Linked DNA regions of Sus scrofa: regions 1, 2, 4, 5, 6 and 7 are each linked to region 3. The links are chromatin contacts, called in public Hi-C and HiChIP or PLAC-seq maps. All regions are on one chromosome and are shown on one strand. Each heading gives the region's core, a stretch centred on a gene start, on an enhancer-like site or on the middle of the called end of the contact. The rest is flanking DNA. Distances are from core to core; before and after follow the strand shown. Region 1 holds the start of COX17 (COX17 cytochrome c oxidase assembly homolog). Region 2 holds the start of NDUFB4 (NADH dehydrogenase [ubiquinone] 1 beta subcomplex subunit 4). Region 3 holds the start of GSK3B (glycogen synthase kinase 3 beta). Region 4 holds the start of POPDC2 (popeye domain containing 2). Region 5 overlaps LOC102162379 (a long non-coding RNA gene). Region 6 holds the start of MAATS1 (cilia- and flagella-associated protein 91). Region 7 holds the start of FSTL1 (follistatin-related protein 1).

Region 1 (3,771 bases), core at 403-2,902, 450 kb after region 3:
GAAGCATTGGGTTTTTTTTTTTTGTGCTTTTCAGGCCCGCACTTGTGGCATATGGAGGTTCCCAGGCTAGGGGTCCAATCAAAGCTACAGCTGCCAGCCTATACCACAGCCACAGCAACATCAGACCTGAGCCTCATCTGTGACCTGCACCACAGCTAATGGAAATGCCAGATGACAAAATGGGGATGGTCTTGGTAACTTGGAAAATACACATATAGAAATTACTTTTACACCAGTTCCCAGACACACCTCAGGATTCTGAGCTGAATCTCTGGAATACAGAAACAAACCTTAGTGTTAGGCTGCATCCCGCAGGTCTGCAAGCCCTGTGCCTACCCAGCTTCATGACTGAAGAGCCCAGAGTCAGTGACAGAGACATGGATGGTTTAATGGCCAGGGGGTTCTTACATGTCTGACAGGACATGGTAAAGTCTCTGCTCCTGGAGGGGAAGGGGAGATTGCCAGTTACAGTGGGAATTGACATCAGGTTGGCACATGAGTTACCAGGGAGACCAGCAGAGAGGCACTGCCCTCACCGCTCTTTAGATAAGAACAATCTCATTGCTGGGGCCTGGGACAAATATGTAGAAAGGTCAATCATGCACTTAGGGGTTGGTGGAGCAGGAAATGGTGGAGCAGGGAATGTACAAAGAGCAAGAAAACAGCCATCTTGAGGGGCAATACCATTGGCTGGTTTAGGTGATAAGCAATGTTTGATTAACCAAAGTGCGTATCCCTAGACAGCTATTTTAACAATGCCTGGAAGTCCTGCTTTAAAAAATAAGTTCATCCTTCCTCAAACAATTCTCTGCAGGAAAAAAACTTAATGGTTATGTCCATTCTATTGCAAATACTGTCTAAGTTTACTTATTTACCTAGATGGATAGGTATTAACTGAATTTGAGGAATGACAATGAAAAGGCATTTTAAAATTTTACTAACCAATATATTTGCCCTATGATTGGCAATTCATATGGAAATCAATTCAGTTGGAGAGGGAGCTATAAACACTAACTAGCTGAGGATTTAAAGCGTGTGGGTGAGGTAAGGTTCCCAGGCTAGGGGTCTAATCGGAGACACAGCTGCTGCCAGCTTATGCCACAGCCACATCAACACCTGATCTGAGCCCTGTCTGTGACCTACACCACAGCTCAGGGCAACGCTGGATCCTTAAACCACTGAACGAGGCCAGGGATAGAACCCGAAACCTCATGGTTCCTAGTCTGATTCGTTTGCGCTGACCACTAGGGAACTCCTTTGCTACTCACTTTTAACTAGAGCGGTGAAGTGGGGTGGTGAAGGCAGTAAGGCAGATAATGGCAAGCATAAGATGCCGGGCGCTAAGTCTGTTACTCAAGAGGAATTGGCTTTCACTAGTGTTTTTTTTTTTTTTCTGTAGCATAGACAGGTCATTTCACCTTCTTGAGTTTCAGTTTTCGACTTCGAGCTGGGTGTATGGTTGAGAGCTCTCCGAGTTGCCTTACGGGTCTCCTCATTTGTGGGTCCTCTCAATGCTGGTCTACAAACATCGCTGCACTTTACCTGGGCTCTCTGCACCTGCGCGGAAAAGGCGCCCTAGCACTAAGGCCATCATTCGGCCTCTTCTGCGCACGCGCGTGCCCTTTAAAACATTTTTCCTCTTTACCTCCTCCCTTCCTCCCAGTTCGTCAGAGTGAGAGGCAGGACTTCCTGTTCTGTTTTGGAGCGACTGCCGGAAATAACTGCGGGCGAATCGGCGTGTCCGGAGGCCGGTAGAGTTTGGGGTGGCAGAGCTAATTGCAGCTTTCGGCGCGAAAAATGCCGGGTCTGGCGGCCGCAATCCCTGCCCCGCCTGAATCGCAGGAGAAGAAGCCGCTGAAGCCCTGCTGCGCCTGCCCGGAGACCAAGAAAGCGCGCGATGCGTGGTCAGTGCGCAGCCGGGGAGGGGGCGGCGGGGCAGGCTCCGTGCACTGCCTTCGGGTGCCGCTGCCCGGACTAGGGCTGGTCGTGGCCCTCACTTTGCCGCGGGGCTCTCTTGAGGGTTATAGACCTGGGTAGGCTTCGCAGTCAGCTGTCTGTAGACTGAGCTCGTAGCTTACCCTGGGGAAAAGGTTGAAGGGATCAGAGAGAGGTCAGATTGACCCGCCGCGCTCAATCCAGGCATTCCTTCCTACAAAAGGTTTTTCATCAGCTGTTATGGGTCAAACATTGCTTTAGGACCGAAGGCTTGTAAACGGATGGATGCTACTTGATTTAAAGAAACACAGGAGTTCCCGTGGTGGCTCACCGGATTAAGAACCCGACCAGCAGCCATAAGGATGCAGTTTCGATCCCTGGTCTGTTCAGTGGGTAAAGGAGCCGGCCCTGCAAACTGCAGGGTAGGTCGGTCGCAGATGCCAATGGGATCTGTGTGGCTGTGGCTGCGGTGTAGGCCGGCATATGCAGCTCTGATTCAGCCCCTAGCCTGGGAACTTCCATATGTCCCAGGTGCGGCCCTTAAAAAAAAGTAAAGGGAAACAGTTAATGGAAACGTTTTTCAATGATTGCTCTACTATGGTTTATGGGCCATGATAGAAGACTTGGCAAAATCAGAGTTCCCTTGTGGTGAGAGGGGTTAAGGATCCCACGTGGTCTCAGCAGCGACTGCCGTGGGGCGGGTTCGATCTCTTTTCGGGAAGTTGCACATAGTTCCCCCGCGGCCAAGAAAAAAAGATTTATCAAGATCAAAGAGTAAAAGTTTTCCGGTTTTCTGGTAATTTCTCCCCGAATTTAGTCATAGTAGGGTACAAGGTACATTTCTTAACGGTACAGAAAATCCCCTAAACTCTTCCCCCCACCGTTTTAGGTAGATAATTTAAAAATCAACTAGGCTATAACATATGTGACACTGTAGTGTTCAGAATTGTTTATCTAAATTACCATCAACCTGCAAAAGGTTTTCATTTCTTCTTACTGTATACAGCCTCTGTTGTGGAACAAATCTCAGAAGGAATCTTCAGATAATGTGAATGTACACCTCTCCCTCCAGTCCCTTTTTGTCCTCACATAAAAAGTAAAGAAATCATAAGTGACATAGTGGGAAAATATGAGTGGTAGGAGCCAAGTGCTTTTTGTTAATATCCACTACTGTGCACATAATACTGTTAAGGGAGATTCAAAAGACTACGATCAGATACTATGCTTCCACATTAACTGTTAAGTGCTTATTGAACCTTCAGACCATATGATATTATGATGGAGCCTGGGATCTAGTGTCAAGGTTTGAATCCTGGGGCGTCAACTCTGTTACCTTGATCGAATTATTTAACATCGTTGCCTCCTGTCTGTAAAATGGGCCTAATAAAAGTGTCTGCCTCCAGGATTATTGTAGGGTTAATGCTATAAGCCACAATATTTACAGTATTCAAGAAATGATCTGGGAGGGCTAGCTATTGTTTTGGGGGGGCATTGTTTGTTTTTCTTTTTCTGGCCTCCTGAAGGACATGGAGTTCCCAGGCCAGAGATGAGAGCCTCAATTGCAACCTATGCCACAGGTGTGGAATGCTGAATCCTTAACCCACTGCATCCCAGTGCTGCAGAGACACCACTGATCCCTTTGTGCTACAGCAGGAACTCCAATTATTTTTATAAGGAGCTTGCTGTCCCAGGCAGACAGCTCTTATGAAAGATGTGTAGGCTTTAGAAGAAAGGAGAACCTCCCTTTCTTTAAATTACTTCTGCATCAATTACTTCTGACCACTATGGCTTCTCCCCAAATATCTATAGTTAGGAGTTATTTTTTTCTTACAATTG
Region 2 (3,546 bases), core at 498-2,997, 410 kb before region 3:
TCCACTGTTACGCAGCATCTAAAACAGGGCCTGGCATATAATAGACACCAAGCAATTATTTATTCACTGAATCAATAATTCTTAAAGATTAGGCAAGGAATTTCAATATACTGTTCAATATATGATTAAATGTCAGGCACTCATTTACTTAACAGAACAACCAATGAGGCAGGTATAAAACTGAGGTTTTACACTGCTAAGCTGAAACTGCCCTGCGTCCCAGAACTGGAAAAGAGAAAATCTGGAGTTTAAATCTCAGCTATGCCTGACTCAAGGTCTCATTATCCGGCACATCAAACGCAATCACTGAGTATGTATATAATGAACATCTTTCTCAGCACCTTCTCCCAAGTAAACAAGGTTCTGGCTGGAGACAATACAGCCAAGTGGTTGAGAAGATGCTCTGGGTTATAGACTGTGGTTCTAATTCTTTTCTACCACTTGCTAACAGAGTATCACCCTGTGACAACTTGCCCTTCCCATGTCATCTTTCTCATCTGTAAAATGGGGATAGTAATAAAGTTTAAATCTTCAAATACCCATGATATTTGAATTTCAGAAAGTTTCAGTAATTCCTGGCACACCTGTAAATTTCCTTCAATCCTCACAACTTCCTAAAATTCCTACAAAATACCAATGCAACTGTTGGGAAAAAAACTTCTCTAAAAAATCATATTTACATATTTAAATAGCTCTTGTACAGAAAATTATCTTCTAGATAATAGCTATCGGTCTACTAGGCATGTTATAAGTGCTGGGAGCATTATACAGACTATCTCATTTAACCTCAAAAGGTTTCTATAAAGAATGTACTATCGTTTCCGTATATGAAAATTATAAAACTAAGGTTCAGAAGGGTTAGGGATTTTGCACAAGGTCATATAATTTGCCAATAGGTAGTGCCTTCGTGTCTGACTCCAAAGCCCAAAGCTTTAGCAAGCTGTAGGGTATCTGGATTATTAGAAGATGTAAACTGAAAAATCACTATATTCCCATCAGAACAGTATTTCTATGAACTGTGAACTGTAAAGTGGAAAACAGCTTTAAAACACCCCCCCCCCCATATTTTCTGAACACTCAGCACAAGCCAGGAACTGTGCTGGTGGGTCACGTGCCCCATCTCATTTAATCCTCATAAGAGCCTCGTAAAACAGGAAGTACTATATTATCCCCATTTTTCAGATAGGAAAACCAAAGCCAAGCAGCAGGGTTGAAAAGCTTTTCCATGATCACCCAGGCGAGAAGTGATCAAGCTGGGACTCAAACCCAGCCACTTGTGAACCCAGAACCCGTCCTCCTAACCGCTAAGCTATCCACCCAAGGTCAAAGGGCTAATGCCAAGGTCCTGCTCTCTGGGCCTGGAAGAGGACCTGTGTTTTAAAACACTCTTTGGAAACGGTGACCGCCCCGTGGCGTGGTCCCCCTTGGGCCGTCTAGGCTGCCGGGTCTGACGGGACCATCCGGACTCTGGCCCTCGATTCCCACCCGGCTGGCCCCTCACTCACGATGACCCCTAGGCGGTTAGGGTCGTTGTACTGGAGCAGGTACTCCCGCTTAAGCCGGGATCTTATGGCCAACCGCTCGGCTTGTGCCTTCCGGGTTTCCGGAGATATGTCGTATTCAGCTGGGTCGAGAGTAGCTGGCAGGGTTGCCAGGCGGGAAGGCTTGTATTTTGGGAACGACATCTTGGCAACCCGGCGCACAAACGCGCCTGCGGGGCCCCGAGGCCCGCCCCCTACGTGCTGACCTTTGTCCTGAGGAAGTGCGCCTGCGTGTTAGCAAGAGGCGGAAACGGTTTAGCATGTACAGCTTTTTAACCTTCCTCTGTCCCCGGCGCTAGTAGCGATCTGCGCATGCGCAAGGTACTTTCCTCGCCTTCCCCCGCCCTCTCCTTTTCCTACCGCTGTGGAAAGTCTCGCTTCTTGTCCGTGCTTGCAGCTCTAGCTTTACTGACCCTGAAGGGCACATTCTGTGAAGTTGAGTTAGCAGAGAGGAGAAATGGGACCGACTGTGGAATTCTCTTTTAGTACAAGTCCATCTCTCTGACCTGGGGAAGTCACTTAACTTCTCGGAGTTTCCTCTTCCTTATCCTGGAGATTATGATCCCTATTCTGTCTGCCTAGCAAAACTCATGTGAGGATTAAATAAAATAATGAATAGATGCAACATACTTTGCAAAATATTCCTTATCCAAGAAAAAGAAAAACCAAATCTTAGTTACAACACTGAAACCTTTTAGTAAAATCCTTACCATTCTTCAGATGCTAAGATTAAAAAACATCCATAGAAATATGAAAATAAGCATAGGAGCATTTTATCTTACTGTGAAAGATAGTTTGGGGGGAAGAGTGAGGATAACCTTAAAGGGAATGTTCTCCATCCCTACCATCCTTCTCCTTTCCCCACTATCACCAAAGAAAAAGGGCTACTTCAAGTTGCAAGGCAGGTTCTTTGGGTACCAAGCAGATATTCCTTAGGGGAAAACATGTAAACAATATTTCCATAACTCAGGCAAGGAAAGTGGATCAAAAGTTAACTTCAGCTTGGATGAACCATCTGGGGACATGTAGAAATGTTGCGAAATGGTTGCTAAGCAGAGAAGGGACCTAGAAAGTGTTGGCACTTGACGTGATGAGGAGCAGCACTGCTGTCAAATTTATTCAACATTTTAATACTGTTTTTAAATATTTATTAAGCACTCACTGCATGAAGCATCCTGCACACTAGTCAGTCAATCTTCTAGGCTGAGTGGGAAAAACAAAAATGAAAGATGAGGTGATTGTCTCTGAGGAGCTGACAATCCCGGCAGTACAGAAAGAATAGACAGAATATGATAATATTTGCTAAGCAGTTTACTGTCCAAATGAATATATAGAAAAATGGGCTCAGAAGAATGGAGACTGAGGGAATGTAGAAGAAAGAAATTTTTTGTTGTTGTTGTTTTTTTTTTTTTTTTTTTTGTCTTTTTGCTATTTCTTTGGGCCACTCCTGCGGCATATGGAGGTTCCCAGGGTAGGGGTCCAGTCGGAGCTGTAGCCACTGGCCTACGCCAGAGCCACAGCAACACGGGATCCGAACCGCGTCTGCGACCTACACTACAGCTCACAGCAACGCCGGATCCTTAACCCACTGAGCAAGGCCAGGGATCAAACCCGCAACCTCATGGTTCCTAGTCGGATTTGTTAACCACTGCGCCAGGACGGGAACTCCAAGAAATTTGAGACAAATCACACTCAATCTTAAAGGAGCAGGGAAGAAAGAAGTTCTGTTTTTATCTAAGGTGTTTAATCATATTAAGAAAATTTTAAAGATGAAAAGCAGAAGCAGGTTGAAAATTCTAAAGACTACATTGATAGTTTCAAAAAGCTTTTGTTTATAGATTAGACACTGATCTAGGAAGAAGGGCATGTTAAAAGAAGGAAAAAGAAAGGAAAAATGAAAGTACACTGAGTACAAGCCAACTGACAAAGTTTTTTTTTTTTTTTTTTTTTTTTAAAAAGATTTACTAAGGTTAAGAGAGAGGAAGAGAATAAACTTCATCATTTC
Region 3 (3,472 bases), core at 851-3,350:
CACTGAATCCGTCCGGGCCTTTCGGGGAAGTAGCTGGCACTGGAGACGCGCTCTCCCCAGCGGAGGGAAACCTTGTGCGCACATGAGCCCCGCCCCGCCGGGAGCCTGTAGTCGGGAGGGGGAGAGAGCCCTTAAACCCTCAGTTCGCTTGAGCGCTCCGAGCCCCGACCGGCTGACTGCAGCAGTTTCCCACTGGCGGGCGAAGGGCTCGCGCTATCTGCGGTTTTCACACAGGCTGCGAGTAGCCACAGGCAAGCCTGTCTGACCATCCACCACAACCCCAGACGCGCTTCTCCCGGCTGCCGGGACCGCCGCCGAGGCCGAAGGCCAATCACACTGCAGCTAGGTCTCGCGATTGGAGGGCAGTGAGTGCCGATTGGCTACTGCTACCGCTTTCGGTCTCCCTCCTTTTCCCTTTTGCCCCCACTCCAGCTCCAAAGCTTGAGACCAATGAGAAGGCGCTTTATAGAGCCCTCCCTTCGCTTTCTACTTCTCCCCACCTTGGCCAGGGAGGAGACGTCCTGACTGGTCAGACTGTCCTCGGAAGCCCCATTCTCTTCACCAATCACCAAGGGAGGTACACTCCCAGCGGAGTTTTGGCCAATTACAAAGCGGTTGCAGCTCCCAGCCTTGCGGTTTCACCAGCAACTCCCGGCTTCACAGTTCTTAACTCTTCAAGCTTTTTCGTGAGAGCCGGCGACTCTGATTGGCCGCTGCTGCCATTGTCGAATTTCTCCTCCAGCCAGCCACAGTATCACTCCAACCCATCTTCTTCTCGGTCGGCTATCTTCGGCACTTTCCGCCCTTGGGCGTGATTTCCAGTGGTACTTTCTAATTGGCTCCTCTGGCCGATCGGCTTTTTCCGGGAGGAGCCGCAAACAAACGACGTCCGTGATTGGCTCCGCTCGGGCTTCGGCTCCCCTGCCGAAGGGGGCGGGCGCCGGGCTCGGCCGGCAATTCTCAGACGCCTGTTACGCGGGCGGAGGGGCGCTGGGCGGTGTAAGGCTGGGTGGGGGAGGAAGGAGGCGGAGGACGAGTAGGAGGGGGGAGGGGTTGGGGAAGAGCTAGGCGGCTGCGCAGACGGCACTCCTCACACAGAACAGCCCCCGACCCGGGCGAATGCGGGCTTTCGCTGCTGCTGCCGCCGCCGCTGCCGCCGCCGCCGCCGCCGCCGCCGCCGCCGCCCGGGCCCGAGTGACAAAGGAAGGAAGGAAGCGAGGAGGAGCCGGCCCCGCAGCCACTGACAGGGCTTCGGGCTGGGGGCAAAGCGCGGACACTTCCTGAGCGAGACCGAGCAGAGGCGAGGGGCGGGAGGGAGGGCGGTCGCGCCGGTGCCGTGGACGGGGGAGGGGGCCCCGAGGGACGGAAGCGGTTGCCGGGTTCCCATGTCCCCGGCGTATGGGGAGCAGTCGAGGAGCCGCTGCCTGGGGTCTGAAGGGAGCTGCCTCCGCCACCGCCGCCGCCATGGCCGCTGGATCCAGCCGCCGCCTGCAGCTGCTCCTGGCGCAATGAGGAGAGGAGCCGCCGCCACCGCCCGCCTCTGACTGACTCGCGACTCCGCCGCCTTCCAGTTCGCCGGGCCCCAGCCGTCAGCCCGCCGGATCCCGCCGCTGCCGGAGCCGCAGCGTTTCCCGTCGCATCTCCGAGCCACCCCCTCCCGCTCCCTCCCTCCTTCCCATCCCCCCTTCTTTTCAAGCGTGAGACTCGTGATCCTTCCGCCGCTTCCCTTCTTCATTGACTCGGAAAAAAAATCCCTGAGGAAAATATAATATTCAAAGTACTTATTTTCAATCAAGTATTTGCCCCCGTTTCACGTGATACATATTTTTTAGGACCTCCCACCCATTTCTACCCTCCAAGGAAAGGGAGGGGAGAGAATTGTATTTTTTTTTTCCCCAGTCCCAGATCATCTATATGTTAAATATCCGTACTGATCTGTCTTCAAGGAGAAATACATCGCTCGCATTTTTTTGTCGCTATACAAAAGGAGTGAAGAGCCAAGAGGACGAAGTCTTTTTTTTTTTCCTGTGGGAGAACTTAATGCTGCGTTTATCATTAACCTAACACCCCAACATAAAACAAAAGGAAGAAGAGGAGGAAGGAAGGAAAAGAAGGTGATTCGGGAAGACAGTGATCATGTCAGGGCGGCCCAGAACCACCTCCTTTGCGGAGAGCTGCAAGCCAGTGCAGCAGCCTTCAGCTTTTGGCAGCATGAAAGTTAGCAGTGAGTATTGATTTTATTTTACACTCTTTCTCCACCTCACCCTTTAAATAAGAGACTTTGAAATACCAGGATCTTAAAATATGATGTCTGATATAACAATCAGAGATAATGGAAAAGGGCAGAAACCTGTCTTCTGTCAAGGATGAGGCAGCTCCCTCTTTTCTCCTCCCATACTCCCTCCCCCGGTCTCATTAACCTTGAATAGAGGGAATATGATTTTTATTTGGATGATTTGACTTGAAATATTTCTTATAGTTTTCTTGCCAGCTTTATCAAGCGGTTGACTTATTTCCATCTTAAAATAGTGATGGAAGTGTTTACTTGGCTCATTCTCATGAATAAAGCGAAGGACAAGATTCATAAACCATTATGTGCTTTTGCAGTGTGTCTTTAGGAACAAGGGATAGTTAGCTCAGATCTCAGGGGTTATCATAGTTTTGTACACTTAATAGAGGAGCTAAATGTCACAGTCTCTTAACAGTTCTTTCTTGCCTTTGTGACTGTACAACGCATTTGTTCTTAATCCAGAGATGAACTTGCTCAGTGACCACTTTCACATTTCCAGGCAAGCATTGATTCCTCCTCTTAGAAGGGACCCGTGAGGTTGATACTCAGTAGCAGTAGTATCTCAACATGCATTGTTTTAAGTCTACCACTATAGAGTTAATATTTAATCAAAAGGTAACTTGGAAGTAGGTCCTGGTTTTGATCGAGATTTGTATTGTCATGTTGTCAGATACTGAGTTGAATGTTAACTGTCACTGACCCTCCATATATCAGTTTTGGGGATGCCATTGCATTCCATACATGCTAAATGATGTAAAGTTCAGGGGTCCCTTCTTAAGACTGTTTAAAATACTCTTGCATTGGTTTTCTTTAGGTAAGACTATCCAGTTAGAGGAATATGGATTTAGACCTTTTCATCATAGGTTTTGCAGAATGCTGTGGTCCTGGATATAATAGGGTATAATTTGGGCTCTGTTCAGGGTTATTACTAGACTGGACCCTCTTGCTAGATTTGTGCAGAAAAGTCTAGTTGAGTGGTACACTAAGTGTCAGATGTTCCTGTGTATCTCTGTTTATGTGGAATTTAAAGAGTTTATTTAAACGTACTTTCAGAATTTGACAAAAATATCTATTCTGTTTCCTTATTTCTCAAGAAAGGGGCATGATGAGGACAACGAAAAACTATTTGGTTGCCTAGAAGAAGGAGAGAATTGAACTGAGATTTTTTTTTTTAAAGTATAT
Region 4 (3,614 bases), core at 6-2,505, 460 kb after region 3:
TCCTCAGCATGTTTGGCAATTCCTAATTTCTCACTAATTTTAGTCCAGTTACCAGAGGTATAATAAAGGTCCCTATGGATTGAGCTCTTGAATAGTTCTAGTAGGTTACTGGGTGCCCCCCCCCCCACTTCCCGTGGTACCTCAGTGGCTGTAGGAATAATGATAGTAAGTGCTAACCAGCAGTGAGGAAAAAAAAAAAAAAATCCAAGAGTTACTTGGAAGCTAGATTAGTGTTTGCCTATTCCAGACTTACTTCTTGGTGACCCACGGTAGACCCCAGGTTGATCTAGAAGGTCCCAGACGTCCTCAGACTTCCTGGGGAGAGTAGAGTTGGGAGTCATGGCTCTAGTCCTGTCTTCCCATGCACTGTGCAAACTATTTGGGACACAGCAGTAAAGTCTGACAGGAACAAATCCTATCTCTGTCACTTACTACCTGTGGGAACTTGTTACTTCTCTAAACCTCAGTTTCTTTCAGATCTAGAAAGAAGATAATATTTATTTGGAAGGGTCGTGTGATGACTAAATCACATGTATGTAAAGTACCTCATCTAGGTCTGGCATTTTTGGGGTTTAACAGGTAATGGTTATTATTATTTGCCAGTCCTGGAGTGGGTAGAGTGATAGTCTGAACAATGTATTAACATTGTATTAACTATTACTAGATCCAGATACATGCAGGAGAAGGTCAGAATTCAAAAGGCTGCTTTGCACACCTATTTTTTGTTCAATGGATGTCAAATAAATGCCCACGGATATTTCCAATATGACTTAATAGAGGTCTTCAAGGGGTTTTCCAGTTCTCATTGTTAGGATTTTTTCTGATAATAGTCCCATACTTTCCTACCTTGATGTGTCCTTCTGCCTCAGGAGAGCCCCCGGCCCTCCCCGCAGGGGTCTCTGGACAGTGTTCTGCCTGAGATGTGGCAGTAAATTCTGTACTCACTTTTCTTTGTCCACCCCCAGGCTCCCCACCCCACCCCCACCCTCCCTCCTTCACCACTCCTCCAAACCCCTCTATGATGCCATCCCCCCTGCCCCCCTCTCTGGCCCCAGGTCTTATCTTGTCCTCTGGGGAGGTATGCTAAGCGCTCTGCCAGCCTGCCTGTGTGCCTGGCCTGTTTTTTCTCACTGCCAGTACCTCTTGGATTCCAATTCCAAACATGGTATCTGTCTGGGGTCACCCTTTCTTCCGGTGCCAAGAGAGACGCATTCCAAATGGAGCACAAATGTGCCTCCCGTGCTGGGCTCTCCTCATTCTGTTTGGGGACAACAGAGAGCAGGACGTGGCTGTTTGATTATCCCTCACTGCTGAAGCTCTCAGTCCCACAGTCATATTGTTTCCTCGGGACAGTTTGGGTTTCCTGCCAAGAGCCAAATGTGAAGAGACCGTCCTAAGAAACCTGGAGCAGAGGAAGCTCCCCGGAGCTCTGCGGGAGAGACTTGCTGAGGGCCAGACGGAGGAAAGAAAGGCTTTCAGTTCTCCAGGAAGTGTACTATGTTCTGCCATTCATTCCTGAAGCCACCGGAAGCATTCCTCCCAGGAAAAGTTGAGTTGGTGGGTTGTAGCTGGAGGTGAGAAGGCATCCAGAGGACAGGTTAAACCATTTCCTGAATTTCGCATGTGGGCACAGGCTTAGAGCCTTCGAGGCGCCCCGAAGATGAGCAGCAACAGCAGCGCGGTGGGCCAGCTCCTCTGGCGTGGGCTGCCGTGTGTCGGCTGGAGGCAGGATCTGCAAGGGGCTGTCTACCACCTGGCCAACTGCTTCTTGCTCCTGGGCTTCATGGGGGGCAGCGGGATGTATGGGTGCTTCTACCTCTTTGGCTTCCTGGGCACGGGCTACCTGTGCTGTGTGCTGTGGGGCTGGTTCGACGCCTGTGGCCTGGACATCGTCCTCTGGAGCGTCCTGCTGGCGATGGCCTGCGTGCTCCAGCTGGCACATCTGGTGTACCGCCTGCGTGAGGACAGCCTCCCTGAGGAGTTCGAGCTCCTCTACAAGACACTGTGCCTGCCCCTGCAGGTGCCTCTACATGCCTACAAGGAGATGGTTCGCTGCTGTCAGGAGCAGGTCTCCACTCTGGCCACGGAGCAGACCTACGCTGTGGAGGGTGAGACACCCATCGACCGTCTGTCCCTGCTGCTCTCTGGCCGGTAAGTCACTGTCCAGTGCTTCTTCCTCATGCCCATGCTTCCCATTTCCTAATGCGTCCCTTTCCATGTCATGTCCCCGTCCACTGAGGAAGGATGTGGCAAGTCAAACTAACCAAAATAGCATGTGCTTGCTTCCCCTTTCTTAGCATTTTCCATGAGAAAAGTACCTCATGGGGCATCTTAGTTGGCAGAAAGGATTGCGTGTGCACTTGCTGCTGGGAGGAGTGGGGTGTTTCTTGAGCTTGGATCTGAAGTGACCACACACACACACACACACACACACACACACACACACCACTGCGTCATGCCTAAATTACAGCAATATCTCTGTAAACTTTAGAAAACCGTATGTTTCAATAAGATTAATTTGTTCCTCTACATGCATTCAACATTTGCTAAATGCCAACTATGTGCAGGGAAGAGTACCAAAACAGAGGAGGTTTCCTGTAACCCCAGGGCATCAAGGATATTGGGGAATATACTATACAGACTCTATGGTAAAGCCATTCTATATACACCCAGGCATGGAGCAGGAATAGCTCTTGTCCATTTTTCCATTCCCAATTGTTCCATTGATATTCTTACAGACCAAGACATCAAGCACTGTAAATTTGAGGGCCAGACAGTGAGGGATGGGTAGTAATGCCCACATGTGTCTCCTTGAACACAGGGCGGAGACACCTGGCTGACACCTTTTGAGGAGGCTGACAGTCATGCATTAGCAGAAATGGTTTTCATCAGGATGAGTGCATGCCTGGTCAGCCTGCAAGTGGGTGTTGGCCATTGGCTGATCTCTTCCGAAAAAAATACCTCGGGGCTCTTGCTGTACATTTGGTAGGCGATTATGAATTTTTTAAATAATATCACCCTATTGGGACTTGTACGTGGAGCTTAGCATCAAAGCGCAAGCATCTTACCTGGTATACTAGCGCTGGCTCTGTGGAAAGCAAATGGAGTGTTTCAAAAGATTTGTCCTTAGTTTCCTCTGTCCTGCTTTCTTGAAACCAGGAGAATGTAGTCGAAGGGTAAGAAAGTAATCAGAAGGCTCAAGGGAAAAAAAAATAGAAACTAGATAAGACTGCCAGTCACACAGTGGGAAAAAAAATTGGCATTGGTGATGATAGTACTAAATCGACTACTAGTAACAGTGTGAGTTTATGAATTAATGTATAGACTCAAATGTGTGATGGACACATGTTTTTATTTTATTTGGACTCTGAAGATCCTGAATTGAAGTGTTAAAAAATACTTTTTTTTTTTTAGCTGTTTTTAGGGCCGCACCTGCAGCATATGGAAGTTCCCCGGGTAGGGGTCATATTAGAGCTCTAGCTGCCGGCCTACACTACAGCCACAGCAGTGCCAGATCCAAGCTGCATCTGTGATCTACACCACAGCTCACGGCAACGCCAGATCCTTAACTCACTGAGCAAGGCCAGGGATCAAACCCGAGTCCTCATGGATAC
Region 5 (3,381 bases), core at 482-2,981, 390 kb before region 3:
GCCGCAGGAACTTCACCAAGTACTGGATACCACACCTGCTTTTCCAAGTCAGATACAACCATCTCCATTCTAAACAGTCTACATCTTTGAAGGACTGTGGCAGACCCAGGCTGGGGATTAGTCACTGGGGTGACTCACAAACAGCAGCTTGCAGCGCCCAGAGGAGGTATGCAAAACTAGCCTTTTCTGCCTAGGCTTTAATCTTAGAAGCAAAGCAACATCGACAGTTATGTCATTCCCTGCTTAGAACTGATTTCCTGGAATCTAGTCTCTCGTGTCATGTCAAGAATCTTAGATTATGATCTCTGGGCTATGCGTAGCATGAAATAAACAGTTTACAACCTTGGAATCCTAAATTGCCCTTTCTCCCCTGTTGTCCACTCTGCAGGCTCCCATTTACAACTGAAGTCTGCCCTCTACTGGTCACAAGCAGCCCAAACCCACACCACAAAGCCACTGAAGAGTTTGCTTCTAAAATCGTTTCTTCTCCAGGAACATTTTGGAAATTGCTACAATTTATTTAGCTAGAGAAATACAAAGAAATGACATCTTCTGAAAAGTGTTCCTCTTTAATTTTTTACTTTTTGATGTTTTTAGGCTTTTTCCTTTTATTTGACAATAGCAGAACTGGATCAGTTTCAGTTATATAGAAATATAACTTTCATTTGTGATAAATAACCATTATTATTATCACACTGCCCAGGCACTTCTGCTCCTATTGACTCATGAGTCACTAAAATGCTTTCGCATGGTAGAAATGGACAAGGGCTGTTCAAGATAGAAGGTACTACAATGTATGGGCTGTCAACCGTCCAGTAGTTTTCCAGTGGTAGTTTGTAGACTGAGTGTGAGTAAAGAAAGACCCAGAGATAGACTCTCCTCAAGCTCTGTAGGGTATCCATTTGCCCTGTTCAAAGGCTATGTGGCATCAGGCATCTGGGGATCCCAAGCAGACATGACAATCCTTTCTTTCTCTTGCTTCCACAAGGAGGGCACTCTGGCCCAGGAAGCAAATGCAGGAGAACATGAAAGGTGAGTGAGAAGGAAGCCAGAGCCTGGGGAGACCACAAGATAGTGTGAGCAAAAGGCTGAACCCATGATGAAAGGAAAAAGCTAGGGGAGGGAAGGTGGGTAAGAGAAAGAAACAGTGGACAAGGGCAGAACAGAGGACTAAAGAAGTGGCTCCATTTTTCCAAGGGCCATTGCTACTTTCTGCAATGCAGGTCACTGTAAGAATCTATTTAGTTTTTAGTTAACAAAAGAAGGGAATCCTTTCTGATGTTCCAGAGTCCTTGACAAGAGATGGTTCGGGTTTTTAGGGGAACAAGGACTCCTTTCTGTGAGCATACATCCTAGCCAGAGGTCTGGAAATCTGCCCCCTCCCTCAAGGTGATCCTCAAATACAGCCAGAGTGGGGGGCCCACTGCCCACCCCAGGGTCACCCTCCCCCAAAGGGTCTGCCTACCCCTGTCAGTCTGCTCCTCAGGGCTGCAGAAGCCTAGGATCAGGGTGGAACAGAGATCCCTGTGTCCTGATCTTGCTCTTCCCCTCCATTTCCCTCTTGCCTCCTCCCTCACCTCTGTCCCTGGTCCTCTGGACTCAAGTTCTCTCCTCCCACGTTGCCCCTCTCTGGACTTTGTGACTCAAAAACTCAAGCACTTTAGGAAAAACAGCGCTCAGTGTATTCTTAGGCGTGGGTGCTGCTGCCCCTTTAAAATCCACCATCGACAGAGTGTGGGGGTTGGGGGGAAGCGGGGAGGAAGAAAGAGAGGCAGGTCTTCTGTCTTTCTTCCCGAGATAAAGGTTATTCTTAGCAGTAAGATCGGCTTGGCATTTGGGGAGATTTGTGTTTCTCTCCTTCCCGTCCCAGGAGTTTTGCACAATGCAATTCCTCTTCTTTGTGCGGGGAAGAAGATGAACAGGGAGAAAGAGAAGGGAAAAAAGAAGGGCGCGCCATCACTGTTGCCCTCGTAGGCATTTCCCAGGACTTACTTTGGAAAGCTGGTCTAGTTGGTCAGAACTGGGCAGGAAAGTGCCCTCACTCCATCCCCAGAAGGTCAGTTTAATTCTAACGGACACTTGAAGTGAGAAGACTAAAGGCCAAATAAACTCCCTAAAGGCCTTTCCACAGCACTTTGTATGTCGCACATGTTCAGCTAGCGTTTGCTCAGCCAGTCTCCCGCTTGCACTCTTATTTGGGCTGGGTCTCCCAGGACAGACTTCGGAGAACTAGGAACTTGAGAAAATAAAAAAAAATAAAAAATAAAATAAAAAAGGAAAACGGTGGGCCAATCTCGAAGAAGACTTACGTAATCTGATCCCACTCTGGAACCAGACGGTGAGATTCTGCAGAGCCGCCAGCAGGGGGAGCTCAGGCAGTGTGTCAGAACGTCGGCACCGAAGTTGCCAGGAGCCAAAACCTCCGGATAAACAAAACAATGAATCTTTGTGGTTTCTCTTAGGTTCTTAATCCTGGGAGGCTCAATCCAGGACGGCCTGATTTTCGTCCTAGGGGAGCCAGCTAGCTTCTCCCAGAACACTAGCTGGGTCTTGGATGTCTTAATAGGTCTCTCTCTCTGTTCTTCCCTCCTCAATTGCTTTCTGTCTTCCTCTATTTTTCATCTATTTTCTCAAACTGTCTATGTATCTCTTTATGTGTATCTCCTTCTGTAATTCCCCTTTCTCTGAATCTGTGTTTCTGTCAGTGTTTCTTTCTTGTTATTTCTCTGTATGGTCCTTGGCTCACTAGCAAATGTTAATGTAAATGGGGATGAACCCACTGCAGACTGAGCTCTGAAAGATTTCAAGATCTGGCAAAAACTAACACTTAAAATAAAATGTAGAATAATTATTCTACACGGGTTCACCACTTAGCTATTGGGTCATGTCGTCTTGTTATATTTCTCCTGTCTCTGTCCTCCTAGCCTGCTGCCCTTGCATCCTGCAGTACTGCCTTGAGCATTGGTTGCTGCCAAGCTGCTGCCCACCTCCCCCTCCCATTGATCTCCAGGGGTCAATGGGACCAGCCCAACAATGTTTTTCAGGTCTTTTAGAGAAAATGCCCATACCAGAATAACTGTACCTCTAGTGACATGGTTTTCCACTTCTTAATTAAGACCCAGCCCAGAACACACTGGAACCCTTGGGACGGGGATTGAGGAGCTCCGGGTGAAAAACTGGTGAGGGACTCAGCATTGCACTCTACCTAAAACCTCTTGCCCTCCAGCATTCAGGTGTTCCACCTGGATCTGGTCTACTCTGCCAGAGTATCTTCACTCACAGTGACATTCTCTCTGGAATCTTCCTCATTGTCTGTCTCTCCAGACTGACACTTGGGGACATCTGGCTTATTATAGATTCCATATATATCTGACCCCTATA
Region 6 (3,394 bases), core at 460-2,959, 430 kb after region 3:
CAGGGAACTTATGGTCCAGTAAAAGATCCAGAACCTAAATGAACAATCAGAGCATTAAAATAAACTGGGGCTGGAGTTCCCGTCGTGGCACAGTGGTTAACAAATCCGACTAGGAACCATGAGGTTGAGGATTCGATCCCTGCCCTTGCTCAGTGGGTTGACGATCCGGCGTTGCCGTGAGCTGTGGTGTAGGTTGCAGACGTGGCTCGGATCCCACGTTGCTGTGGCTCTGGCGTAGGCTGATGGCTACAGCTCGGATTAGACCCCTAGCCTGGGAACCTCCATATGCCGTGGGAGCGGCCCAAGAAATGGCAAGAAGACAAAAATAAATAAATAGATAAATAAACTGGGGCTTTACTGGCCCAAAGGACCTAGTGGACATAGTTTATAAACAATACTTTAATGGTTAAGAATAAGCTTGAAGAAAAGAGAAAGCTAAAAACAAAGATGAAATAAACTGGCCCTTCCTTACCTAGATGCCAAATTTGGAAGAGGCCAGAGAATGAGAACTGGAAGGGCATTTTATGCAGTTTGAATGTGGGAGTGTTGAGTCAGTCTCTGAAACCAAGCAGGATGCTATAGGGCTCCTTGATGGATACAAATCCTTTGTGTGCCCCCAACCCCCCCCTCCTTCTTGTTTGTAGGAAATAGGCTTCATATAGCCTCCTTGACCTTACCTGAGTTTCAAAGAGCAGATTCAAACAGTGGATAATGAGAAAGGAGGGGATGCAGAGACAAGTCAGGAGAAGTCAAGAAACACTACTGCAGCCTTGGGGCAAGATCCTGGTTCCTCCTCAAGAAATATACAGAACATTATCTTTGAGCTCTTCTGCAGAACTAAGGCCCCCACCCAGGTGATCCAGATGGCAATTTCAACACAAGATGGCTGAAGCATCCCTCTGTGACCTCAGGAAAAAAAGTCACATACCCTTCAGCCTTCACCCTAAATATTGCTATTGAAAACTTTTTCCCCAAAACCATCAGGGATTTCGGGGGGGTTTGAACCAAGCCACTCTTGCTTGGCCCTACAGTAAACCTTTTTCTTTTGGTTTGTTTGACCTCACTGTGAGTGGAGCACCCAAACTTTCTTCAGTAACATTTCCAAGTATGCAAATCATTGGGTACTGTATGGGATACCAAAACTCCAGTAACGGGTTTCAGAAAGATTGCTTTGGGCTGTGCAAATTATCAAGAAAAGCGGGTGAAGAAGAGTCAGGTGTTCCCTACCCCTGCTCCAAGACGCAGCTCACCTGAGTCTTCAGAGATGCCCTAGAGTGCACCACCCAGAGGGCTTGGAGCTGCCCATCCAAGACAAGACAAGGGATCTGTCCTGAGGCCAGTCTTTCCTCCGCTGAGCCTCCTGGCCAGGTCCCACCATCTTCAAAGCCCATCTGTCCCAGGAGTCTACAACTCAGGAGGGAGATCTGGAGCCGCCCTTACCATACAGGAAATCATACGTTCGACTAGCGGAGACGTTGCCCCAGGTCCCCGACTTCCCTCTGCACTGGGTTTGAGACATCTGAGGTTTGGCCTGGGGCTCGGTGATGGTCACAACATGACTCATGGTGCCGGCTCTGCCCTGCAGTCAGCCAGGACCAACTTGAGAGACCTAGCTGTTGTGTGGACAGTAGCTATGGTAACCCCCTGGAAGAGCGGAAACGAAGGGCGGAGCGAGGACAGCACGCAAGCGGAGAAGGGAAGAGCGGAACTAGCATGAGAGGGGAGGAGCCGAGTGACAAGGACGGGGCGGGACGAGGGTCAGGAAAGGCGGGCTGGATGAAGAACCTGGGCGGGGCTAGTGAAGGGAGGGGCGCGGGGCTGGCGACCGGGAGGAAGACGGGGGGATTGCAGGAAGGCGTGGGGCGTGGCGCAGGGGCGGGAGGACAGGAAGTGTGCAGAGGGAAGGAGCGGGAGGGGTGGAGAAAGGGGTTGGGAGGAAAGGACAGCACTCAGAAGGAAAAAGGGGAAAGTAGTAGGCCGGGGGAGGATCTGCTACACTGCCCGCTTCATTCCAGAGGCCAAGCCTTGAGTTTTCAGTTGTACATCCAGGATCAATGCGCGGGGCCCGCAGGCTGGGGAAAAGGCTACTGCTCAAATCCAGCAGTGATTTGCCGGTTTCACTCCGCGACCTCTTTCGGAAATCCCTGGGAAATCTCAGAAAAAAATAGTCGGGGGCTTTCCTTTCGGACATCCCCTTTCCGCGGGGCTTTTTCTGCTAGCTGAGAAAGCTCCTAAACGTTGGACTTTGACACTCTATGAACCCTTGCCCTGGGAATCAGGATTTGGGGTGGGGTGGGTAGTTAGTAACTGTTGATCTGCATTCTGCTACCCCTTTCTGAGCCCTGGGCACTAATTAAATCAGCCGAAGATGATGTGGTGTATTCCGCACTGACTTGCTTTTTAAAACTACTTATTATGGAAATGTCTGTTTTTGTTTTTGTTTCAGGGCCGCAACAGCGGCATATGGAGGTTCCCAGGCTAGGGGTCCAATCCGAGCTACAGCCACGCCTATGCCTATGCCACAGCCACGCAGGATCCAAGCAGGGTCTGCTATCTACACCACAGCTCACAGCAACACCTGATCCTCAACCCACTGAGAGAGGCCAGGGATCAAACAGCAACCTCATGGTTACTAGTCGGATTCGCTGCATCACAACAGGACTCTGGAAATGTCTTAACATAGGCAAGAGTGAATCCACTTTTAGTAATGAGCTGGCGCTAATCATCACGGAGTAAATAATTATCAAGAATTTGCCAGTCCAGTTTCACCTGTCTACTATCTCCTTTTGCTTGAGCATTTTCAAATCCCAGACATTATTTTACCCTTAATCTGCATCTCAAACTGATACAGATTTTTAACATAATTGCCATTATCAAATCTAACAAAATTAATAATTCCTTTATATTTAAAATTTAGTATATATTCAAATTTCCCTGATTGAGTCCAAGATTTTTTTTTCTGATCAAAAGATCTAAAAAATTCTTTACACTTTATTTTGGTATCTCAGGATTTTCATCTAGAACAGTGAATTTCTAATATCTTCAACAATTTCCTTCTTACCTGGGATTCTTCTATAAAAAGAACTTTCTGGGCATTCCCAGTTGTTGCTCAGCAGGTTAAGAACCTGACTAGTATGCACGAGGACATAGGTTCAATCCCGGGCGTGGCTCAGGGGGTTAAGGATCTGGCGTTGCCACAAGCTATAGTGTAGATTGCAGATGCAGCTCGGATCTGGCATTGCTTTGGCTGTGGTGTTGGCCCCAGCTGCAGCTCCAATTTGATCTCTGGCTCAGGAACTGCCATATGCCACAGGTGCGGCCATAAAAAGAAAAAAAATAAAATACCGTGTTATAACGACATGATAATGTTTTTCTGTCTTAGGGTATGACTACA
Region 7 (3,429 bases), core at 511-3,010, 290 kb before region 3:
GTTCATGTGCCAGGGATGAAAGTATTGTGAGCTATTAGAGGGCAGAAGCAAAATTTGTACAACATCATGTCCTTCAGTCCCACAACAGAGCCGGGACTGGGTAGCTGGCAGAGTGATGTCTATTTGCTACCTATCTTATTTCCATAACAAGGAAGCAGGAATGCATTGTTCGACTTGTGAGCTTGAAGGAGGAAATAGGGATGTGTCCTTCTGACCTCTCAAGTTTGGGAAGCAGTCCAGCCCCAGGAAGCAGGTTTTCTGCTTTTCCAGAAACTGTAAAGCTGCAGTCAGTTTTATACAAGCAGACTCTCCAACTCTGTCTGTGACTGGTAGGGTATGTTTCGTTCTGGGGTGAAGGACAATCAGCAGATCCTTGTCCCTGCAGATCTAAAGCCATAACCACCATTCTGGTTTAAACCAGGGACAAAGCTGCCATTTTGCTCACTGCCAGTCTGACTCCTGCAGCTATCTCAATGGATTCTGAACTTGAGTGGGCAATATGTGTGTTATTTGAACCCCCTAAGACCACAACAGCAGGCCCTCAACAAATCATGGTAAAAGAGTGAATATGACAAGTTCAGAGGACAATGAGAAGGTGGTCCAGTTTGAGCAGAGGACATATAAGTAGCTTAAGTAAGGTTAGATGGATAACTTACAAGAAAGGCTTTTGGATTTGATGTGGGAAAAGAGTGCTGAAAGTTTCTGAGCAGGGGAAGAGCATAAGGAAGACTTTATGTAGTGAGAATACAGCAGTGGGCTGCAGTGGAGACTGGAGGAGGAGAACCTGGAGCTGAAGGGCAACCAGAGGTGGTTTCTAGAATTCCTGAGTGAGGGAGGATGAAGGTCCAGCCTAGGGAAGTGGAAATGTGAATGGAGGTGAAAGGATGAATGTGAGATATCAAAGGGAAAACTGCCAGAATAAGGTGACAACTGCAATCTGAGAAGTGAAGATAATTTTTGGAGGCACCACTTTAAAAGATGTAGATGAGCAAGCCTGGAGGCTGGTGGGAAGTGGGGTTCAGCCTTGGGCATATTAAATCTGAGATGTCAAGTGGATTTGCTCTGGCACCTCGGACACTTTACACAGGATAGGAAAGAAGCCACAGTTGGGAGCAGTTTGGGGAATCAACATCATCACAGAGGCAGCACACATTTGAGGGCCTCTGGGAAGAGTTGATGGAGATGTAAAGCATGAACATGGAGGGTACTTGGGATGACAAGGTGGGAGTGGGAACACTGGTGAAAGATGGACAGAGGAGAGCAAAGAGACAGTGGTCACTCCTGGACTGGAGGGAATGATGGGATGATGCTGCTGGCAAACGCTGGAATCAGGATCTTCTCAGCAGAGGAACACCGGCTTGCACCTTACCCCTCAGGAAATCCACAGTTGAACCCAAAGTAGCTTTCCTCAGGCAGGCAGGTCTTCTGGGCCCTGTACCCGCTTCCTCGCGCTCTTGCGACAGTGACTCCCTGTACCCTGAGCTGTGCGGGTCCCTCTGCACCTCTGGCACTCTACCAGCCTAGGGGGCGACTCCGGTTCCCCAGGCTGCAGGGCCTTTTCCCCCAGGTTACCGCCCCAGTCGATGCCGGACCCCCGGAGGCACCGCCCCACCTGGTCACCGCCGCAGCCCGCGCCCGCAGCCCTCCCGAGATGCCGCAAGCCAGCGGCCTCTCCCGGGAGTGAGGTTTTGGCTCTCCCCCCCCCCCCCCAAACACACCTCCTCCGCCTTTGTTGCAGCGTCTCCCGGGACACCTCCCTCTGCCTCTGCCTCTAAGTCCTGGGGGCCGAAGAGGTGCTAAGCTAGGGGTCTGGCGGGAAGAAGGGTTCGGTGGCGCCAAGGCGCTCACGGGCTCCCGGTAGCAAGGGGTTGGGAAGAGGGAGCGGAGCCGGGAGCCGCGGGGGCCGCTGCAGCAGAAGGGGGAGGAGAATGGGGAGGAGCTGGGGGGCAGGCAGTCCGGGAAGGAGGGGTCTTAAGGGGCGGCGAGCCCAGGTCGGATTTCCTCTGAGGCTGGCGATCCGCGAAGCTCCCACCTTCCCTTAGAGCTCGTTGCAGCCTCCCTGCCCCGCGCCCTCCAGAGACCGCGACGGGACCATGGTGAGAGGAGGGTGTGCGGCGCGGAGCCGAGCTCACTGGCCCGACCCCTCTGGGTGGCCGAGGGCTGCCGGGCGGAGGGGGCGAGCCTTTGGGACCCGAGGAAGTTTCCGGGGTCGGCATGGGGCCCGGTGCCTTCAGTCTCGCTCTTCTCTCTTCCGCAGATGTGGACACGCTGGCTCGCGCTCGCGCTGGTGGCGGTCGCCTGGGTCCACGCCGAGGTAGGTGAGCTTCGGAAGAGGTCCGAACTCAGGCTCAGGGGCCACTGGGGTCTGCGGGTTGCGCGGGCTGTGCTTGCGTTCTCGGGATGCTCTCCCCGGGTGGGACTGGGAGTTTCCATCCGCCGGGTGAGGGGGGCGCTCAGAGCATAAACGCTACTTAGGAAACTTAAACCTTAAAATCAGGCAAAGTAGTTTGGGCCGTAAGCGGGAGCCCCACGGCGGCTAATATGGAGGGAGAGTGGGGAGAGGGAGAGAGGACGAGCTGGGCGGATTGGGACGGAGGCGGCGACAAGAGTGCGAGCGGAGTTCAAAAAGGCGCCTGAGTTCTTTCCTTCACTTAAGAGGAAATTGAGACGAGTCGAAGACTTTTCCCTTTAGAGTCTGTCTCCTGGAGTGGGGGGGCGGGGGTGGGCTCGCTAGAGATTCATCTTTTAGAGGGCAAGTTTTTTTTTCTCTTATATGAAGTAAGATTTTTTTTTCTTTGTAAAGTGCCCTCGGATTTTGTGTTATTGTCAGAGCCAAATAATGGCCTTTTAAAATCTCAATTTTTTCTAAAATTAATGTTGTGCGAGTATGAGCGATCCATTACTCTGCTTTTTGAGGGCTCTGCTTTTCCAGTCAAAGTATTTCAGCGCTTTTTTGGTAATGTTTTCTTTTCGACTCAAGTGACCTTCCTGAGACACTACAAACAAACCAACAAACCCTTCACTCACAAGCCCCTCCATTAACTCAAAGGTTTATGGACAGAAAATAAACAATTCTAAATTCCCTGGGCTCTAGTCTCCAGAAAAGTGAGGTCAGAAACCAAACATTTGATAATTATGGCAGGAAATGTGGAAGGAATTAAAAAGCATGAGGGAGAAGAAATGGAATGTACATTACAAAAGAAATAGCTCCCTGGTGGGTGGTTATTCTCCCTCTTTGAATTTTTTTCTTTATATTACAGTTTAGCCCCACCCTTAGTATCACAGCTTGACTGCCCAGAAAAGTCATAAAAGCCTGCTAGGTTTTCACAATGTTAAAAAATGCACATTATACTGAACTCTCATTAAATTCACTGCTACATTGTTGGTTGAGCTGGAAACACTAGCTGTTTTTACTCACAATGAAATTAA

The links. A called contact is a pair of places that touch in the nucleus more often than the background predicts. HiChIP or PLAC-seq counts read pairs in DNA pulled down with a chosen protein or histone mark.
Region 1: a contact with region 3 is called in a Hi-C map of liver, with 2.7 times the contacts expected there. The contact joins the promoter of COX17 here to the promoter of GSK3B in region 3. A contact is called at or near these places in 1 of 47 Hi-C or Micro-C datasets (liver) and 1 of 2 datasets of contacts at active chromatin or transcription factors (alveolar macrophages).
Region 2: a contact with region 3 is called in an H3K27ac HiChIP or PLAC-seq map of alveolar macrophages. The contact joins the promoter of NDUFB4 here to the promoter of GSK3B in region 3. A contact is called at or near these places in 1 of 5 promoter capture datasets (liver), 5 of 47 Hi-C or Micro-C datasets (heart right ventricle, liver and skeletal muscle) and 2 of 2 datasets of contacts at active chromatin or transcription factors (alveolar macrophages and skeletal muscle).
Region 4: a contact with region 3 is called in an H3K27ac HiChIP or PLAC-seq map of skeletal muscle. The contact joins the promoter of POPDC2 here to the promoter of GSK3B in region 3. A contact is called at or near these places in 2 of 2 datasets of contacts at active chromatin or transcription factors (alveolar macrophages and skeletal muscle).
Region 5: an H3K27ac HiChIP or PLAC-seq map of alveolar macrophages shows a contact between it and region 3. The contact joins the enhancer-like site here to the promoter of GSK3B in region 3. A contact is called at or near these places in 2 of 5 promoter capture datasets (fetal skeletal muscle and liver), 12 of 47 Hi-C or Micro-C datasets (adipocytes, embryonic fibroblasts, fetal heart ventricle and 8 more) and 2 of 2 datasets of contacts at active chromatin or transcription factors (alveolar macrophages and skeletal muscle).
Region 6: an H3K27ac HiChIP or PLAC-seq map of alveolar macrophages shows a contact between it and region 3. The contact joins the promoter of MAATS1 here to the promoter of GSK3B in region 3. A contact is called at or near these places in 1 of 5 promoter capture datasets (fetal liver), 6 of 47 Hi-C or Micro-C datasets (alveolar macrophages, embryonic fibroblasts, heart right ventricle and 3 more) and 1 of 2 datasets of contacts at active chromatin or transcription factors (alveolar macrophages).
Region 7: an H3K27ac HiChIP or PLAC-seq map of skeletal muscle shows a contact between it and region 3. The contact joins the promoter of FSTL1 here to the promoter of GSK3B in region 3. A contact is called at or near these places in 2 of 2 datasets of contacts at active chromatin or transcription factors (alveolar macrophages and skeletal muscle).

Annotation. Positions count from the first base shown.
Region 1 is chr13:140,582,634-140,586,404 of Sscrofa11.1, forward strand. It overlaps COX17 (COX17 cytochrome c oxidase assembly homolog), which reads left to right and starts at 1,653. Exons shown (of 3, transcript NM_001348525.1): 1 at 1,653-1,904. The coding sequence starts at 1,798.
Region 2 is chr13:139,728,745-139,732,290 of Sscrofa11.1, forward strand. NDUFB4 (NADH dehydrogenase [ubiquinone] 1 beta subcomplex subunit 4) reads right to left here and starts at 1,748. Exons shown (of 3, transcript XM_003361882.4): 1 at 1,506-1,748. The coding sequence starts at 1,685. All of the region lies in intron 2 of LOC102162379 (a long non-coding RNA gene), which reads left to right.
Region 3 is chr13:140,135,066-140,138,537 of Sscrofa11.1, forward strand. It overlaps GSK3B (glycogen synthase kinase 3 beta), which reads left to right and starts at 2,101. Exons shown (of 11, transcript NM_001128443.1): 1 at 2,101-2,224. The coding sequence starts at 2,137.
Region 4 is chr13:140,600,377-140,603,990 of Sscrofa11.1, forward strand. It overlaps POPDC2 (popeye domain containing 2), which reads left to right and starts at 1,256. Exons shown (of 4, transcript NM_001144114.1): 1 at 1,256-2,151. The coding sequence starts at 1,661.
Region 5 is chr13:139,749,415-139,752,795 of Sscrofa11.1, forward strand. LOC102162379 (a long non-coding RNA gene) reads left to right here. Exons shown (of 5, transcript XR_001303087.2): 4 at 1-166; 5 at 389-3,140. Among named protein-coding and RNA genes, the nearest start is that of NDUFB4, 21 kb to the left of the region's middle. Within about 2 kb of position 1,732, at least 50 of the 83 cell types and tissues checked have an H3K27ac peak or open chromatin away from gene starts, as enhancers often do. A contact at or near this core is called in alveolar macrophages, fetal skeletal muscle, liver and 5 more, where this site is marked.
Region 6 is chr13:140,565,267-140,568,660 of Sscrofa11.1, forward strand. MAATS1 (cilia- and flagella-associated protein 91) reads right to left here and starts at 1,710. Exons shown (of 18, transcript XM_003132654.4): 1 at 1,441-1,710. The coding sequence starts at 1,564.
Region 7 is chr13:139,845,486-139,848,914 of Sscrofa11.1, forward strand. FSTL1 (follistatin-related protein 1) reads left to right here and starts at 1,761. Exons shown (of 11, transcript XM_021070306.1): 1 at 1,761-2,096; 2 at 2,258-2,314. The coding sequence starts at 2,094.